2 separate regions of the Sus scrofa genome follow, and region 2 is linked to region 1. A link is a contact called in public HiChIP or PLAC-seq data. All regions are on one chromosome and are shown on one strand. The core of a region is the stretch at or near the end of the contact, and the rest is flanking DNA. Distances in the headings are between cores, read along the strand shown.

Region 1 (6,873 bases), core at 2,300-4,799:
TGGATCTCCTTCAACCAAGCAGCTCTGTGGGACTTGGCCAGATGACACTGCACGAGTGTCAATGGGCTGTTTGGCTTTACTCCCTCTGATTAGTTCCAGAAGTTGCAGAACACGTTGTCCCTGCTGAGGGTCTGCAGTTGCCTTTTTTTTTCCCTCTCTCTCCCTTTCTACCCCAAAAGGGCCCTTCTTCCAATGTGTTCATGTTCTGCCGTTCCTGGACATGTGAAAATCATGGGCTAGATGCTAATGATGCCTGCTTTGTGAACTTGTGGGTCGTGTCCCCAGGGAGCTGCACACCTGCAAGTTTGAAAGCTCTTTCAATCACAGTTTTTGAATCACAGATGAATCAAGAAAGACGCAGGCTGCATGGGGACGAACCTTTAACCAAACACATGCCATGATACTAGGCGTAAGCTATCCGGCAGAGCAAGCCAGTGGACTGACTTTTCTAAAATGTCAGACTTAGAGTTTCTGTGGTGGCGCAAAGGAAATGAATCTGACTAGTATCCATGAAGGTACAGGTTCAATCCCTGGCCTCGTTCAGCGGGTTGGGGGTCTGGTGCTGCCATGAGCTTGCGGTGTGCGTCACAGACATGACTCACATCCCACGTTGCTGGGGCTGTGATGTAGGCCGGCAGCTGCAGCTCTGATTCGACCCCTAGCCTGGGAACTTCCATATGCTACAGATGTGGCCCTAAAAAAGCAAAAAAATAAATAAAATGTAAGACCTACTCAGATTAACTGGACCTGAACTGCCATTTGGTGGGTCTCCAGAGATGAACCCTGATCTATTCGGAAAGGAAGCACAGGGGTTGTGATCTCATACCGCATCTCCAATTATGTGTCTCTCCCTGGCATTTTACCTGGGGTTGGTAGGAGCCCCAGTGCAGCAGAACTTAAGGAGGCGCTGTTCCTTGTAGCAAAAGACAGTGCTGCCCAAGGTATTTTTCTGTCACTGCCAATCCTGGCTCTTTGGCTTGAAGATGAGGTCCCACCCAACATAGGGGATTTGTGGCCAGTCGAGGAGAAAATGGTGCAGATACAGCTGATAGCATAGTGTCCCAGTCCCAGGAGCCATTAGACACCCATCCTGAGGCCCCTGTGTATTCCTCACTCTCCCTTCCTCTCTGTTCTGGGCGCTGGGCTTGTGAGTGTGTTTTTGTGATTGTGGGTTTGGTTTTTTTATTGATGTATAGTTGATTTGAAATATTATGTTAGTTTCTGCTGTACAGCAAAGTGATTCAGTTACACAGACACACACACACATATATACACTCTTTTTTTGTAATCTTTTCCATTCCCGTCTATCACAGGATATTGAATGTAATTCCCTGTGCTATACAATAGTACCTCGTTGTTTATCCATTCTGTATATAATAGTTTGCATCTGCTAATCCCCAAACTCCCAATCCATCCTTCCCCCTTGGCAACCGCAATTCTGCTCTTTATGTCTGTAAGTCTCTTTGTTTTACAAATAAGTTCACTTGTGTCATATTTTAGATTCTACGTATAAGAGATATGTGATATTTGTCTCTGTCTGACTTGTCTCACTTAGTATGATTGTCTCAAAGTCCATCCATGTTGCTATAAATGATGTAATAATGGCCTTGTTTAATTCTTTTTATGGCTGCATAGTATTCCATTGTATATACCTACCACATTTTCTTTATCCATTCATCTGTTGATGGACATTTAGGTTTTTTTCATGTTTTAGCAGCACTGTTCACAATAGTATGAACATAGGGGTGCATGTATCTTTTTGAATTATAGTTTTCTCTGGATATATGCCCAGGATGGAATTGCTGGACATATGATAGCTCTATTTTTAGATTTTTTTGTCTTTTTTTAGGGCCACACCTGTAGCATATGGAGGTTCCCAGGCTAGGGGTTGAATCAGATCTGCAGCTGCCAGCCTACACCACAGCCACAATGTCAGATCCCAGCCATGTCTGCCACCTACACCACAGTCACAGCAATACCAGATCCTTAACCTGCTGGGCAAGGCCACAGATTGAACCCACGTCCTCATGGATACTACTTCTTTTCAGGTGTCTCGGATCACCTGTGTCACTGACTTCCCCATATCATCACCTGAAAAGAAGGAACTAGATGGACCAGATTGGGTATTTTTATAAGGAAGGAATGCTACTCATTGAAAGCTCTTTCCATTTTCAGTTACAAGGACCTTCTCTTCCTTGGCTGTGTGACAGAGTGTGGTTTGGTAGGACTCTTAGCAGATAGGCAAGCAGTGCAAAGGAAAGTTCTAGGGACTTCCCACCTCTGAGGGGCTCAGGCATCACTGAGTCTCGTGAGTCTGATGGCAGAGCTTGGTGTTGGGTACAGAATTGACTTTGAGGAGTTTTACCATGGATCAGTGGTTAACAAACCCGACTATTATCCACTGTGAGGATGTGGATTCAATCCCTGGCCTCGATCAATGGGTTAAAGATCCGGCATTGCCGTGAGCTGTGGTGTAGGTCACAGACACAGCTCGGATCTCACGTTGCTCTGGCTGTGACATAGGCCAGCAGCTATACCTCCAATTCGACCGCTGGCTTGGGAACCTCCATATGCCATGGGTGCAGCCCTAAAAAGACAAAAGACCAAAAAAAAATTGAGTTAATGGGGAGACAGAGTGTGAGAGGATACTGATGGAGCCTGAGATGTGGCTCTATCCCAGTCCTTTGTAACTTCTCACTGTGTGTGCACGTGCACAGCTATAAAAGGAATAAAACTAATCAATGCTGTCCAAAGAGCCAGCAGCATCTGGCTACCCACTGATAGCGACACTACGGCCTCCCTCCCTTCTCCACCCAGGAACCCAGACTGCACGTAGGGTTAGAAATTGGCCCTCAGATTAAAAAAATGCATTCAATTAAGGAAGGGTGGAGCTAAGGCTATTGTACACACAGGACTTCAAGGGTGTTGTTTACCATTTTGAAACATTTATAGGCATGCTCATAATTCCTTTTTAATTTGCTGGGTGTTTGCATAAAAAGTGCCAAGGGTTCACGCAAGTTGGCTGCCTTTAAATGTGTATCTTTTTCACATGGTTTAAGGCAAATCCATTTTAATAGGAAAGCTGGTGTACCTTTCCAACTACTACCCTAAAATGCAAAGAGAACAGACCTAGAGGTGAGTCTTTTCACTAGCAGTGTGTCAATGCCTGACTCAGCCTAGAAATAAAGCAATAAATAAAAAAGTAGATTTTCCTAAATAATTAGGAAGTGAATGCTGCTCAAATCATGTCAGCAATACTTAAAATTTACTACCAGCAGTGAAAATCACGATGCTGGTGTTGGAGCAGAAATTCCACCCTGATACTAATATTTGCATCATAGTGTAATACATGTAATCTCCCCCATCTTCAGTGGTGGTGTTCAGCCAAGCCAATGCATCATTAGGCGGGGAATCAAGGAAGAGGAAGAGAACCAGCTAATTATAGAAAAACAAGGGAGTGATTTCTCATGAACATTTTGTTCTTCCTCAGTGCAATCAAGGGCTCTTGAGAGGCATTTAAAACATTCATTCAAGGAAGCTGTGTCGCATCAGTATCTAAAATTTTCTGTAAAGAAGTGACGTGGGAACAGAAGCACTGGACCAGGCATGTTTGTTGTGGCCTGAGATCTAATCCGGAGCTGGTAAATCAGGACTGCTAAACGAGTTTTTATAAGGCACGATTACAGAACAGTCTGTGTTCTAGGACAAAGGTGGAAGAAAAGGTGGAAATGGTTTTAGGTCAAGACTTGCTTGTGGTCTAGGAAATACTCTATTCAGGAACATTTCTAGATGCTTTACAGTGGCCATTTGGTCCTTGTCTACCAACGCAAGAGCCTCCCGGGGGACACCCTCAGGGGCTGGATCTCTTTTGTTAGAATCATCTTACAAAATTTCCTGAGAAGTGCAGTGAGAATCTCTTCATCTTCACTGGGTGATGGGTGGCTTCAGTTTAACTGCAGTTCCCATGAGATTCTCATGAGAGTTTGACGTGAATGTGAGACAATAGGAGGTATATTCACAAACAGATGGCATTGTGTTTGTGTAGAAATGGCCTTGGTTATTCTCTACATATTTCCTCTTGGTTCAATTGGGATAGCCCAAAAAAAAAAAAAAATTAGGAAAGCCATGCTACCCTGTTATGTGGAGTAACTAATAAAACTATAGTAAGATAGTTCTAGGGTATTAAATGCTTACTAAAAGCAAGTGGAAAGACTTCAGTTCAGGGTTAAGTGATTGACCCACCCAACTTACACTACTGCCATCCCTGAAAACCTCTCAGAAGCATTGGCCTTGACTAAGTCTACTACTCCAATATTTGAGGTTCCCCTTTCTGCAAAATGGGAATGATGGTGATTTTATCAACAGTTACCAGGTGCTACACCAAATGTAGAATAAAGAGACTCCCAGTCCCACATGCTCCTGAGCAGAGCCAATAGATGAATGAGAAACAGGAAATGAAAGAGGAGAGATGTGGCTGAAGGGGGGATTGACTGAGACGTACTTGGTGTCCATACAGTCCTCGGATAGGGGAGCCGACTCAGGGATGTGGGCTGACCATTGAGCCAACTCCTATCTATGCCCCTGGCTTCCCTCATTGCATTCTAATCGATATCAAGAGAACATGTTTTTTTACAGTCGATAATGTTTACCTTTGAGAACATTAACGTGCTGTATTTTTTAAATTTTTATTGAAATACAGTTGATTTACAATATTGTGTTTCGGGTGTACAGCAAAGTGATTCAGTTTTATATATAATAATATTTGTTCTCTTTATAAATATGTATGTATATGAATATATATATTTTTTCTTTTAGATTCCTTTCCATTACAGGTTATTGCAAGATGTTGAGCATAGTTCCCTGTGCTATACAGCAGGTTTTTGTTGGTTATCTGTTTTATAGATAGCAGAGTGTATATTTTAATCCCAAACTCCTAGGTTATCCCTCCCCCACACAAGATGCTATTTGAAAGTGTTCGCTCATAGAATAGAATGGGTAAAACGAATAACAACATTCAGTCATTACCATGTCATGAGCCAGTTTGTTTTATTGGATTGATCTTCCATGTGCCCCTAGGGATACACAGAGGAAAATGGTTTGCTCTTCTATAGGGAGGGGAGAGATTCCACTTGTGGCCACATGGAGACGCAGGTCTTATGTCATGGAAATAATAACACTTTTAGGAGAAAGACAACAATTGCAGTTGAATTTGCAGAAAGGAGAGAAAGCATCATGCCTTAAGCAATCAAAACAGCAAAGCCTGGTTTCCATTGTTTATGGGGTCTACAGAGCCTAATAGTGTGTGATGGAAGTGGCAATATTAATGGGTCTCCTATGACTTTGAATATATCTTTTGTGTTCCTTTTTTTAAGTGTCTGAACATTTAAATTATGATGTAGAAAGAAAATCCTGCTTCTGTTTCTCTTCTGATTCTTTATAGCTATGAGGAGTCATAATTATCCACGAAAACGATCAACATCTTCCATCAGCTCCCTGACTTTATAAAAAAACATTTCTGTGCTCAACAGGTTAACGCTACTGGTTTCTTTTCTTCCACCTGCAAGCACGATGACGTCTTTCCACTTTAATTTTTTAAAAACTCCTGTCTCAGACATTCCCTCAATGATCCTTACAGCAGTGCAGCAAGTCAGGTCCAGCATTGCCATGGGCAAGAACACCAGGGCCCACAGAGATAGCAGCTTGGCTGCTGAGATGAGAGAGGAAAAAGTAGAACACAGATCATTTGACTCCTGATATGGTACTTTTTTTTTTTTTTTTTGTCTTTTTGCTATATCTTGGGCCGCTCCCGCGGCATATGGAGGTTCCCAGGCTAGGGGTCGAATTGGAGCTCTAGCCACCAGCCTATGCCAGAGCCACAGCAACGCTGGATCCGAGCCACGTCTGCAACCTACACCACAGCTCACAGCAACGCCGGATCGTTAACCCACTGAGCAAGGCAGGGACCGAACCCGCAACCTCATGGTTCCTAGTCAGATTCGTTAACCACTGCGCCACGACAGGAACTCCCCGCGATATGGTACTCTTGAGCACTGGAAAACAGTTGAGATGTTTCTTCTCATCTTAGGCTTCTCACAGAAGTCTTCTCATCCTTAGCCTTCTGTGGCACATCAAGTAACCAAAATGCAAGGCCCGGAAATAACGCATGTTCTTCCATGATCCACTTTTTTGTTTGTTTGTTTTTGTTCTTGTTTTTAGGGCACATGGAAGTTCCCAGCTAGGACACTGGACAATTGGAGCTGCAGCTGCCGGCCTATACCACAGCCACAGCAACATGGGATCCAAGCCATGTCTGCAATCTACACCACAGCTCATGGCAACGCCAGATCCTTAACCCGCTGAGCAAGGCCAGGGATCAAACCTGTGTCCTCATGGATACTAGTCAAGATTCATTTCCACTGCACCACAATGGGAACTCCCAATGATCCACTTACGACCTGCAGTTGAAAATAAGGCCTTCCCCAGAAGCATAGTGCACCAGAGAAGAGGTCCTGCAAACTCCCCAGAAGAATCAATTAAGCCAAGAAAACTGTAACAATGGGAAAATAAATTGGCAGTGGGGCTGAAAGGCCCTTGCTTTTTTGTGTGGGGTTGGTGGACCTTAAGCTCACTTATGCCCATGGTCCCATAAGTCCTATTAAAAGCCCTCCATGGATCTGAGAATGCAGGTTTGATCCCTGGTCAGTGGGTTAAGGATCCAGTGTTGCCATGAGCTGTGGTGTGGGTCACAGATGTGGCTCGGATCCCACGTCACTGTGGCTATGGTGTGTGCCGGCAGCTACAGCTCCAATTCGATCCCTAGCCTGGGAACTTTCACATGCCTCGGGTGCAGCCCTTAAAAAAAAAAAAAAACTA
Region 2 (7,631 bases), core at 2,404-4,903, 130 kb before region 1:
AATCTCAAAATATAGCCCATCGTTTGTCATATTGTGTTCATTTTCTACTGTTGTGAAACAAACCATCCTAAAGGCTTTAGTGCCTTCAAACAGCACTATTTATTGATGATTCTGTGATCTGGTGATTTGAGTTGGGCTCAGCTCAGACAGCTTGTCTTTGCCGTATGTGGTGCTGACTGGGCTCACGCAGATATCTGAGGCCTTGGCAGAAAAGACTGAGATTGGTCCCTCTACCTGGCCTTTCTCTCATCCTCAAGGAGGCTGTCCAGGCTGCTCACATAGAGGGTGAGACTGCAAAAAAGAAACCTGGTAGCTTGTCTCAGGAAACAATTTTCTTTCTCCCAATTTCTATCGGTCAAAGCAAGTTGCTAGGCTAGACCAGAACCAAAGAGTAGAGAAATAGATGCTGCCTCTTCATGGGAGTTTCTGTCTCAGAGCCATCATCCAAAATGTCCCCAATCGTCCTCACTTCCTGGGATCCATGCCCTTGTAGAGTCCCTCCCTTACTGAACCTGGACCAACTGCGTGATCCACAGCCGTTGCACTTCTGAGGCTAGAGCATGCCAAGTCTTGCACCTTCCACCTTGTTTTCTTGGACCTCTCCCAACGGGGGAAGTCAGATGCATTTCATGTGGAAATTTAAGCAGCCCAAAGAGGCCCACATGAAGAGGAAATGAGGCCTCCTGTGAGCAGCTGGCACTAATATGTCAGCAGTGGGAGTGAGCCACCATGCTGGCAGATCCTCCATCCCAGTCACATCTTCAAATGACTTCAGCCCCAGCCAGCATGGGCCTACAGCCTCGTGAGGGTCCCCCAGGCCCCCAGAACCACTCAGCCAAGCCATTCCCTAATTCCTGGTCCATAGAAACTGAGAGATAGAAAGTAGTTTTTTTTTTCCTATTTTTTTAAAGTCTTACTGAAGTATAGTTTATTTACCATGTTGTGATCATTTTTGCTCTACAGCAAAGTGATTCACTTATGCACACACAGGTTAGTGTTATTTTAAGCCACTAAAATTTAGTGATTTGTTATACAATATTAGACAATGAGTAAAAGATGCAAATAATTTGTGACCTGTATAAGTGTGTGTATACACACAAATAAATATTGTCTGTCTATCCACCTAATGATTTCCCTAGAGACTGGAAATAAGGGTGTGTATGTATGTGTGTGTTATTGTTCTGGTTATCGTTCTTGTTATTGGGCACTAAGGGGCAGGCAAACATACTTTTTAGTTGAAGCCTCTTTTTTCTTCATATTTGCTTATGGTTTTTTACTAAGAATGTTTTACTTCTATAATTCTTTACTGAAAAAATAATTCAAGGAGTTCCCTTTGTGGCTCCATGGGTTAAGGACCTGACATTGTCTCTGTGAGGATGCAGGTTCGATTCGTGGCCTCCCTCAGTGGATTAAGGATCCAGTGTTGCTGCAACCTGCAGCATAGGTCGCAGATGCAGCTTGGAACTGGTGTTGCCATGGCCATGGCATAGGCCTGCAGCTGCAGCTCTAATTGGACCCCCAGCCGGGGAACTTCCATATGCCACCAGTGTGGACATTTAAAAAAAAGAATTAAAAAATAATTTGATATTTCAAAGCATTTGTATGTACACATGGATATGAGCAACCTGGCTGGAGAAGAAAGTCCAAATCCGTTGACGTGTCTGTAGAGGCCATCTGGTACAAATGCCTTGGAATTTCAGCTCTAGTAACTGTAACACATGCCCCTAGAATGTGAGCACAGGCTCAGTGTGCCGAGATGAACTTTGCGATCGAGGACAGCGTTGAAGCTACAGAAATAAGGCAACTGCAATGAAATTTCAGCATCCGGTTCCCTTTTGAATGAGACTTTCCCAACCTCGTCACTGAGAGGCAGTTAGCACCTACAGCTGGATCGAGTTTAGGACACTGAGAGTCTGTTTGAAAAAAAAAAACCAAACACAAAATGGGGTCCAGCTGTCTGAACCAGTTTAGAGAACTCCACATGTAAGACAGAATGCTCCTCTGTGTTTTCCAATGGCTTTTTCATTGCAGTGTGGTTTCAAAAATCAACCGACCCGGTCAATTAATCAGAATGAGGAATCTAAAGCCTTTTGTCCCCTGAAAATAGAGACAAGTGTCATGGGATCTTGGGATTTTTTTTCTGCAGTCTGAAATCACTCCACCAGTTCCTTTCTGGGTTGCAAGAAATCTGAGTGGCCCTCACATTGTTATTTTCATTCGTAGCATTTATTATTGCTGTTTATTAATTATTTATCAAGTATTGACAAGTATGCTCAGGGCTAGACTCACAGTTCTAGAGGAGACTATATGTCTTTGCCTAAGAGATTCAAGTTCAGTCCCCTTCTCTATGATGGTTCCAGAATGTTCAGTATTTAGTCTTAGAGGATTTCACAGAGCCCTGAAAGACACAGTTTCACCTCAAAGAGAAATATCCCTAACTTTCATAAAAGCATGGACTGAAGAAATATATGTGTAAAGATGACATCTTCCTGACCCCTGGGGGTCATAACCAGATTGCTCAGAATTTCTAATATTTGTGACTTAGTGGAAGAGTTTAAGTCTATGTATTCTTTCTACTCCGATTGAAAACATAAGAGACATTGCAAAGAAAATTAGGTTTTTTCTTGATGTTAAAAGCTCCTCTTATGTACCCTCTTGGCCACACTCTTTCCCCAAATCCCCTTCAAGATAGTGATCCAGGGCACCTAATGGGTATAAATATGAAAAAGACAGCCTTTTCCCAGGGATTTCAAATCATTTTGCCAAGGACCAATTAGAAGCCACTGCCAAGTAATTTGGAATTTCCAGTATGCAGGTTTGAGAGCTGGATATCCGACTCACAGGCCCAGCTCCAGGGCTCACTGTGGTTTTGAGCAAGCCCCTATATCCTTCTAGGCCTGTTCCCTTCAACAATATGATACTTCGTTGTGAGCAAAGCATTGCAAAACTATTATTACACGGATGACAAAAGTGTAGAGCAGAAATCCTACGGAGTTCCTGTCGTGGCTCAGTGATAACAAACCCAACTGGTATCCATGAGGATGCAGGTTCAACCCCTGGCCTCAGTGGGATCAGGGGGTTAAGGATCCAGCATTGCTGTGAGCTGTGGTGTAGGTCGCAGACGTGGCTAGAATCCCATGTTGCTGTGGCTGTGGTATAGGCTGGCAACTGTAGCTCCAATTGGACCCCTAGCCTGGGAACCTCCATATGCCGCAGGTGTGGCCCTAAAAAGACAAAAAAAAAATAAAAAAAAGAAAAAAAGAAAAAAAAGAAAAAGAAAGAAAGAAAAGAAATCCTAGGTACAGAGATAGAATGCATGGCTGTGTGCCTTTGTTTGGGCTGACTCAAGAGCAAAGCTGCTTAATATAAAATTCAAAAAGGAGCTTTCCTGGGTTTTGTTGAAAAATCTAGGATGTAGAAAGATTTCATTTTGACGCTGGTTTTAGAGACAAGGCAAACACCTGATTTACACACTTTCTAATTCCAGTGTGAGATTTATTTTCACGTGCCTTTTATACATAAGTAGAGAAAAGTTGTTTATAAAAGAAACAAGTTAAAACATGAGTTACTGAGGTTAGCGGGAAGGGTTGCTCAACCTTCTGGCTGAGCAAGGGGGATCTTAATATAGCATCTGCCTTCGGAGGAGCTAGATTGACAGCGATGCAGAGCTTCCTGCCGTCGTCTTCCCTGAACTATGAGACCCACAAAAGTCTGATTCCTCCAGCCAGTGAGAGGGACGAAAGTGGAAGCAAGAAAGCAGAGGCCTGTGTCAGCTGGCCCACCGTCCCCACACGGCCTGCCTGTAACAGGGAGACAGGCTTCATAGGCCTGCCCTCCCTTTATCTGAGCTCGCCAGACAAAATCCAAGAGACAAAGGGACAGGGAACTAGAGTCGATATCATGTAATAACCTATAATGGAAAAGGATCTGAAAAAGAATACACACACCCCATATAAGTATATGTATGTATATATGCATATACATATACGTGTGTGTGTATATATATAACTGAATCATTTTGTTGTATAACCTGAAATGTTGTACATCAACTATACTTCAGTTTTAAAAAATGCTTTTAAAGGAAAAAAAAGAGGCAAAGGGAAAAAGGCCAATGCTTTTTTTTTTTTTTTTTTTTTTTTTTTTGTCTTCTTAGCGCCGCACCCTTGGCATATGGATGTTTCCAGGCTAGGGTTCGAATCAGAGCTGCAGCCTCTGGCCTACACCACAGCCATAGCAATGCCAGATCCGAGATGCATCTGGGACCCACACAACATTAGATCCTCAACCCACTGAGCAAGGCCAGGGATTGAACCCGCGTCCTCATGGATACTATTAGAATTTGCTGCTGCTGAGCCACGACGGGAACTCCCAGGTCCATTGCTTTTTAATGCAGCAGCCCAGAACTCAGGGCCCAGGGAAGGACCTGATCTCTGTCTTACCAATCAGATTGGTCATTACCCGTCTTCTTGGGAGCAGCAAGAGGGGAGCAGGGGTGGTAGTCGGCAGTGTGCGGTTCCAGATTGCTCCTTCCTGGGGAATGAGATGGACGTTCCTTCTGAAATACAAACAGGAAAATAAATCTTTTCCTCATCGCCTCATCACAACTAGTACAAGCCCTGTGTAAATCAACCATCTCCTGGCCCTTCCCAACACCATCCTCACTGGGATGGGATGTAAGATGAGAGGCCGGAGAGGGTGTGTCTATATTTGAAAACTCATATGAAACACAATGTGGGCCATTCCCACTTAGGAAGAATTTTTGTTCTGAGAGGTTTGTTTCTTCATTTTGGGGCTGGGGGGGATGTTGGTTGTTGGAATTTGGAACACATTTTTCTCCATAAACTGATATTGCAAATCTAAGTGGTGTTTGGTTTTCCAAAGCTGGCCCCCCAGTTTTTTTTTGTTGTTGTTTTTTTTTTTTTTTTGTAACAGTACAGTTTCTGCTCTGCCCTGTTGTTTTCATGGGGAACAAATTACAAAACCTAACAGGCAGGAGTTCCTGTTGTGGTGCAGCAGTAAACGAATCCAGCTAGTATTCATGAGGATGCGGGTTCAATTCCTGGCCTTGCTCAGTGGGTTAAGGATCCACCGTTGCCATGAGCTGTGGTATAGGTTGCAGATACAGCTTGGATCTGGCGTTGCTGTGGCTGTGGTGTAGGCTGGCAGCTGTGGGAACTTGCATATGCCACGGTGTGGCCCTAAAAAGACAAAAATAAATAAATAAATAAATAAAAGAAATGTCCAGAATAAGCAAATCTTAAAACAAAACAAAATGCACCTAACAGGGAAAGTCACGAATACATTCGTCCTGGGTCTGCACCCATCTGCCCCTGCTTCTTACCACACCCCTACCCCACCTTTCCCTGGACTGTGGGACATCAGCCCTGAAGCAATAGCAAGCAATTCCTTGGAGGGAGAATTTAGCCAGATTCTGGAAGACCACAGTTATTTGCTAATTCTCTACATCTCCACAGGGAAAACTATATCTGCGTCTGAACAAGAACAAGTAAGCCCCTTTCAACAGCTATTGAAGAAACTCTTCCTTAAGTGAGCTGAATTGAGAGCGGAAAAAAAATTCTCCTTCAATTACTCGTGCTTTATTTGGCTGGAAAAAAAAAAAATGGAACCTGTTAGGTACCAGGCTCTAGACGTGTAATTGTGAAGACAATAGACACGGGTCCTGCTTTCATGGAATGAAACCTAATTCTAGACGGAGGGGTAGGTATAGGAGGGTAAACTATGTACATTATATATGAAGCACATAGGCAAATAAATAATATACTTACAGTCTCATCAGGTACTACAAAGAAGGAGTTTCTGTTGTAGCCCTGACTAGTGTCCGTGAGGATGTGGGTTCAAACCCCTGGCCTCGCTCAGTGGGTTAAGGATCCCACGTTGCCGTGACTGTGGTGTAGACCAGCAGCTGCCATAACTGTGGTGTAGACCAGCAGACCCCTAGCCTGGGAACGTCCATATGCCGTGGGCCCTAAAAAGACAGAAAGAAAAAAAGAAAGAAGGAAGAAAGAAAGAAAGAAAGAAAGAAAGAAAGAAAGAAAGAAAGAGAAAGAGAGAAAGAGAGAAAGAGAGAAAGAGAGAAAGAAAGAAAGAAAGAAAAAGAGAGAAAGAGAGAAAGAGAAAGAAAAAGAAAGAAAGAACGAACGAACAGAGGAAATGGGTGTGGAGGGGATGTGTCTCTAGGAAATACCATTTGAACTGAGACCTGGAAGATGAGAGTTAGGCAGGGAAGAGGGAGATTGTGTGCTGCTTTTGGCAGGGAAGGTGAATGAGGATGGGGGTGGGGGCGGGTGGATGGAGGTCAGGACAAGCCAGTCCAGGAATAGCAAAACCATGAGATGGAGAAAAGCTTTGAGTGTTTGAGAAACTGACAGAAAGCGAGGGTCGCCGAGGTAACGTTGGAGAGGTGAACAGGAATCAAATTATGCCAAAGCCTTACAGGCCAAGTCAGGGATTTTATATTTCCTCCTTATTGCCCTGGAAAGCTTGAGGCTTTTAGGGAGGCTCATGGCATAATCGGAATTACTTTTTTTATTTTTAATTTTTTTAAATTTATTTTTAATTTTTTAAATTAATTTATTTTGTTTTTTTGGTCTTTTTGTCTTTTTAGGGATGCACTCGCGGTGTATGGAGGTTCCCAGGCTAGGGGTCCAATTGGAGCTGTAGCCACCGGTCTATGCCACAGCCACAGCAATGCAGGATCCGAGCCGAATCTGCGACCTACACCACAGCTCACGGCAACAATGCATCCTTAACCCACTGAGCAAGGCCAGGGATTGAACTCTCGTCTTCATGGGTGGTAGTTGGGTTTGCTAACCACTGAGCCATGACGGGAACTCCTGAATTAATTTTTTTAAAAGTCGAGTCTGGTTTGAGAGCATACTTATGGTCACCAAAGGGGACAAGGGGGGCAGGGATGGCCTGGGGGTCTAGGATTGGTATATGCACATTGGGGTATGTGGGACGACTGGCCAATGGGGACCTGCTGCATAGCACAGGGACCTCTACCCAATATGCTGTGATAATCTATGTGGGAAAAGACTCTGAAAAAAGAATGGATGTATGTACATGTGTAACTGAATAGCATGCTTTGTGTGGTACAGCAGAAACTTGGTAAATCCATTATACTGCAATAAAACTTTAAAAAATAAAATAAAAAATCTAGTCTGGGAGTTCCCTTGTGACACAGCCTGTTAAGGATCTGGCATTGTGACTGCAGTGGCTTAGGTGGCTGCTGTGGCACAGGTTCAACCCCTGGCCCAGGAACCTCCAGGTGCCACAGGCTTGGTCAAGATAAAATAAAATAAAAAGTCTAGTCTGGATGGGATGCAAAGGACAGATTTGGTAGCAGGACTCGGGGCAAGAAGGGCAGCTGGAAACAATTTAGGCGATGACTTGGTCATCCAGGTGGAGCTGTTGGAGGGGTGGGCTGTGGTGGTAGTGGAAACAGAAGCAGTGGTTGCAGTTGATATATATGTTGGAGGTGGAGTTGACAGGAGTTGTCATGGATTGGACGTGGGACAAGAGGGTCAAGCTGGAGCACTTGGGTAGCCGAAAGGACCATTGGCTGAGAGGGAAACAGGAAGAGGGGTAGGAAGAGGGGACCAGTTGGCTGT

Evidence for each region. HiChIP or PLAC-seq counts read pairs in DNA pulled down with a chosen protein or histone mark.
Region 2: an H3K27ac HiChIP or PLAC-seq map of skeletal muscle shows a contact between it and region 1, with 4 times the contacts expected there. The contact joins two enhancer-like sites. A contact is called at or near these places in 2 of 47 Hi-C or Micro-C datasets (heart right ventricle and skeletal muscle) and 1 of 2 datasets of contacts at active chromatin or transcription factors (skeletal muscle).

The regions. Positions count from the first base shown.
Region 1 is chr8:40,315,062-40,321,934 of Sscrofa11.1, reverse strand. The region is part of intron 6 of LNX1 (E3 ubiquitin-protein ligase LNX); the gene reads left to right. Among named protein-coding and RNA genes, the nearest start is that of LNX1, 150 kb to the left of the region's middle. Within about 2 kb of position 3,549, at least 6 of the 83 cell types and tissues checked have an H3K27ac peak or open chromatin away from gene starts, as enhancers often do. A contact at or near this core is called in skeletal muscle, where this site is marked.
Region 2 is chr8:40,444,468-40,452,098 of Sscrofa11.1, reverse strand. All of the region lies in intron 1 of LNX1 (E3 ubiquitin-protein ligase LNX), which reads left to right. Among named protein-coding and RNA genes, the nearest start is that of LNX1, 25 kb to the left of the region's middle. Within about 2 kb of position 3,653, at least 15 of the 83 cell types and tissues checked have an H3K27ac peak or open chromatin away from gene starts, as enhancers often do. A contact at or near this core is called in skeletal muscle, where this site is marked.